Linked DNA regions of Capsicum annuum: region 2 is linked to region 1. Evidence: chromatin contacts called from public Hi-C data. All regions are on one chromosome and are shown on one strand. Each heading gives the region's core, a stretch centred on a gene start, on an enhancer-like site or on the middle of the called end of the contact. The rest is flanking DNA. Distances are from core to core; before and after follow the strand shown. Region 1 holds the start of LOC107840794 (histone-lysine N-methyltransferase EZA1). Region 2 holds the start of LOC107853569 (PH-interacting protein).

Region 1 (2,700 bases), core at 167-2,666:
TAGGAAGTTTTTCTTAGAGTTAATACGTAAAAATGACCATAAACTTGATATTAAATTATAACTTTGACCTTAAACTTTGACATTGTTCAAATATGACCTTTAACTATTCAAAATTGCACAAATATGACCTCTAATTCTACGTGGCAAAACGCGTGTTCAACATGCAAAACTGGGCCCGTCCAGCTTAAAATCTAAGGGCATAATACATAAATATGACTTTAAACTCTGACAGTGAACAAATATGACCTTTAACTATTCAAAACTGCACAAATATGACCTTTAAATGACTCTTCACTATTATTTTTTCATTATTTTCGGCTCAAAGATGAAAATGACATCTAATTTCTTTTGTCATTGCAGAAAAAGAACAATATTGAAGATTTATTAATTAGGCGGGTCAGCCTCATATGAAAAAATCGAGCGAGTATGTGTATATATTATAAAGCAGAGGACGAATTTAAGTTATATAATATATCTAAATATTATTAATTTAAATATTAAATTAAAGATGAAACTATACTAATTATAAAAAAAATTATAGTTTTAATAAAACATTATTAAATTAATGTTATCAAGGATAGTAGTAGCAGTATATTAAATTAACATTATCAAATTAACATAATTAAACGATGTTATTAAATTAACGTTATTAAATTAACGAGGGGCGGACCTATGTGGTTGCCATGGGGTTTACCCGAACCACCTCGTAAAAAAATTACTTTGTATATATATAAGATAGAAAATGTATATTTATGTACGTATATTAATGTTGAACCACATGAAACAAGGTACTTAGATAGCCTAGTTGTGTTATTTACTCCTCTTGGGCACTTCCTTCAGCCTACTGTGTGGGTTTGATTCGTACTAGTGGCTGTTTTTTTTTTAATTAAAAAAAAGTTAGGTGCTGCTGCTAAAAAAATAATAATAATAATTTTTTTAAATTAAAAAAAATTTAGGTGCTGCTACTATAAAAAAAAAATAAAATAAATAAAATAATAATAACAATAATAATAATAATAATAATAATAATAAAAACGACATCGTTTTAACACAAAAAATAAAACTTTCATAGTGCACAAATATGATCTTTAACTATTCAAAATCGCACAAATATGACCTCTCTCCAAGTCAGCCCTTTTAACGACGTGACACCATGTGATTGGACCTTTCCACGTAGGCGCGAGAGACTCACGCATGGGGTTATAAAATCGGATGTCATATTTGTTCAGGTTTTGAATTATTAAAGATCCTATTTGTGCACTATTAAAGTTTAATATCAAAGTTATAATTTAATGTCAAGTTTAAGATTATTTTTATGTATTAACTCTTTTTCTTAATAGAGTAACTTGTGATAATTAAAATTCTTTTGTAGCGGAGTATTTATTTATTTAATTTTTCCTAAGTAGTAGTATCATATTCGGATTTTATGTCAAATAAGCATTCTCTACCCACGTAATCTGCTCTCACTCCTCTTACGCTACTTACATTACACCCCTTATTCTTCTTGTTCAAATTTGTCATCTACACAAGACTTCCATGATCTCCTCCAGCTCCACCTCTCCTGATTCTGAGGCCAGTCCCACTGTCAATCCCCTTTTTTCATTCTGTGTTTTTAATCACTTGTTGCTAATTCATTAAATTAGACTAATTCTTGCAACCCCTTTTGTCTGATCATCTTGTTTATTGATCTTTTCTTGTGTGGTTGTTGGGTACTTGGGATTCTTAAAAAAAATGATTTTTTGTTGAAGAGAAACATGTTGTTTTTTTTTTATCTTGGTGATTTTCCTTGCTTCAATTGTTGAGAAAACAGGGGAAAGTGTAAGGAACTAATAGTAAATTAGGAAAATTGTGTGTTTTTACATGTTTCTTTGATTGTGTTTTACTACTATGTCTATTTGCTTAAATTGAGCTGAGGGTCTATCGGAAATAGTGTCGCTACCTCCAAGGTAGCGGTAAGGTTTACGTACACTTTACTTTCCCTCGACCCCACTTGGTGGGATTACACTTGTTATATTGTTGTTGTTGTCTATTTGAAAATTAATCTCATCTAGCTAATGATCTATTGCCCTCACCTTACTTGTTGAATGAAATTATGAGCTATGTGTTCTTTTTCCCCTCTTTATGTGTCCCTTTTTGTTGTTTGATGTCATCAGATAATTTGGGCTTTACTTGAGGTCTGAACTTCAATTTGTTTCCAATTCAATTATAGTCGAGTATTTGTTTGTGTTGCTTTTTGATTAATTATGCATGGATGAAAACTTTTATCTTTCTAAATTGGCAGAAGTCAGACGGAGAAAATGAAGGAGATTGTTCGGCATCTCTAATGTACAGAATCAATCAGCTGAAAAGGCAAATTCAAAAGGACAGAATTCTTTCAGTCAGGGTACTAGTTCTTTTGTATTTCCATTTTCTAGATTTTTTTTATTCAAAACTTGAAATTGTATTCTGCTGATGTCATGGCAAGCACACAAATATTCGCTGATACAATCTTCAGGATTTTTGGTATGCGGTGGGATAAATTAGTTGAGGGACTATAATCTCCGGATAATTTAGTCCACGTACCAAATGACCTTTCATCTCTTTCTCTTTTTCTGTTGAATGGTGTTTGGTCCAGTCATACCTTAGTTAATGCAGAACATCATTGGAAACTTTGCTCTCAAATGAATATTTGCTTTCTAAAGATCTTTGGTTTTTAATTCT
Region 2 (2,715 bases), core at 145-2,644, 380 kb before region 1:
GAGGAGGAGGACACGAGAAAAAAGATAATAATTCAACTACAGGAACAACATAAATGACACAATCAATCAAACAACCAATTTATAAATGACCCATGTCCTAATCCCAAGCAGGCTGATTAACTATATGCACTGGCGGAGCTAGGGACACAAGGGGGTTTATCCAAATCCACTTTGCTGGAAAAGTACACGGTATATAGTAGATATTGAATACCCTTAACTTTTCAAGTGCACTTCTTATATTTTGGATCCTCTTAGTGAAAATCATTTATATTTTGGATCCTCTTAATGAAATTCCTGGCTCTGCCACTAGTTAAACCCATTTCCATGATCAATAACTCATGTTTAAGGCGAACTAGATTTCTCCGGCGATTCTCTAAAGTTCACACTTGTACGTAAACTAACATGCAATTCTCTAACTAGACTAAACATGAGTGCGTAGTGATGTATTTTTCTTTTTTTTATAAACATGGCGTCCAAACTAGCTTGCGCACACCTCAGCTAATTCAACAGGATACCTACCACCTACCACCTACCACCACTACCGAGTACAAGGTAACTCTGTCCATCAAAGCTAGAACAGATACAAATCACGAAATGCTTTTGCCTCTGTTGGGATAGAACTTGAGACCTCATGGTGCCCAACCCACTTCATTAGCCACTAGGCCACACCATGCATGCCTACTGACATATAATTAAGAATCCACTAAATACAAATGATAAATCTGCCTAAAAATCAAAGCCGTGGGATTTACAAAAATCTGCCTAATGATATACTTTTATTTTTCTACTAACCCTGATGTCCCGGTCAGCTTGCACGCACCTTGACTAGTTCCACCGAATTCTTGTCACCTCCCCGAAACAATAGTTACTAGAACTATATTACCATCTCTTTTTCTTCTCCCCCCAAGTTTGATTATTTCTTCTTCACCAGAAAAGAAAATGATCTACAAACATGAATTAAGAAACCCAGAGCTATAAGAAATGAACAGCCCAATGCATTAAAGCTCCTACTAAAGGCCGGACCAAGGGTCTATTATATGCAGCAGTATCATCACAAAGTAAAAGAAAGAAAGACAGTTTTTATGATTGACCTGACGGTAAAAGGGATTTCCGTTTCTTGTTGTAAAACTGATTGAGATGCAGATGTAGATATTTGCCCTCGGCTTTCCAAATGCAACAAACTGTGTACGAGAAAATGGAAAGTTAGCTGATGACGAAGGAGAAAGATTTTGTTATTTGTATAGTATAGAAATTGTGTCGATATTGGGGCAGGCCAATCCGCATAGTGGAGAAAAAATACCCAATTCCTGGGGACGTCAAACGCCGCAAACTCCCCACTTTGCTGGTATAAAGCATGAGTAATACAACCTTGTCTTTTTAGCTTTCGTTTAAGTTATTTGTAATTCCTTAAAATTATTTGAAAAATTTATCTAGTCACCTCAATTCTAATTTATATTTATTAAACACTTTAATCTTTAACAAATATTTGTATCAATTTTAATATAAATCAAAAATCTATTAAAAAATAAAAATGAGTGTAACTCATAACAGATGGATATGTCACGTAGTAATTAAATTTAAATAATTTTTTTAAAAATAACTTTATTTAAATAATAAAAAAGGATCCAAAATATTCTTCAATTATGTGAAGTGGTATACAAATATCCTTCATCTACGTATTAAACCTGAAATACCCTCTTCGTCTATCTATTGGAACTGTTTTGCCCTTTCATTTAACGTCTCGGCACTGACTCCATTTCATCAATGATGTGTCATAATTTTACTGTCACTTAATATTCAATTAAAATAATTGAATTCCCCCTAAAATTTTGACCCGGCCCAACCCAATAACCCGCCACTCATTAATATCGAGATCCTCATCCGAAAATCTTTCATCCCAAATTCTAAGTACCTACTGCAACTCTGCAGAAAAATCAACGCTTATGTAAACCTCTAAACTCTTCCAACCGGATTTCAAGTCTGAAAAATGATTTATGTAATTGATTGTAAGGTAAAATTCACTTTTTGTTGTGATAAAATTATCAGTTGTACACTTACCATCTTGCTAGCAGATTTGGAGATAATTATTTTGGAATTAAATTATGTATAATGATAGTATTATGGTTGAGAGATAGGAGGTAAATTATTTAGATATAAAATAATATAATATTTAGTTCATAACTTAGAAACCTGCACAATTAGTATAAGTTACGTGGAATTTACGTATTTTCGTATGTATGATCGAAGGTGAAATAAGTAATATATGCTCAATTTATTATACATGAATATTATCAATGCATAACTAGTATATGCATAAATAACAGTACATAGATCGTCTCTTAACTAATCTCTACATTAGAAACACCTAATCAACTACCAAGCGACCCCTTATAAATTAGGTAATGCTCCTATTATTTTTTCGTATTATTTATATTTCCAAACTACTTTAGGGTCCTATCACCCCTTGAAGGTAATTTTTTAAATTAATTATTATGTAGTATGTACTTAAACATCAAAACTAAGATATAATAAACTGGTTTATATACTTGAAAGTTCTTAAATTTAGTTGACATACTTTTACTTGCTTATTAATATCCAATTTGGAATGTTTCAATAAATTGAATCCGTCATTTCTTAAATAACTAACCCTTCTACTAAATTATTTCATATTGATGTAATATATCACAAATTACAATAAATTACAACTGAAAAATT

What was found. Hi-C and Micro-C count contacts between places; a contact is called where the count stands out from the background.
Region 2: a contact with region 1 is called in a Hi-C map of placenta, with 3 times the contacts expected there. The contact joins the promoter of LOC107853569 here to the promoter of LOC107840794 in region 1. A contact is called at or near these places in 2 of 5 Hi-C or Micro-C datasets (leaf and placenta).

Annotation. Positions count from the first base shown.
Region 1 is chr1:160,224,899-160,227,598 of UCD10Xv1.1, reverse strand. LOC107840794 (histone-lysine N-methyltransferase EZA1) reads left to right here and starts at 1,416. Exons shown (of 18, transcript XM_016684717.2): 1 at 1,416-1,572; 2 at 2,282-2,383. The coding sequence starts at 1,537.
Region 2 is chr1:160,601,174-160,603,888 of UCD10Xv1.1, reverse strand. LOC107853569 (PH-interacting protein) reads right to left here and starts at 1,394. Exons shown (of 25, transcript XM_047398662.1): 1 at 1,301-1,394; 2 at 1,092-1,181.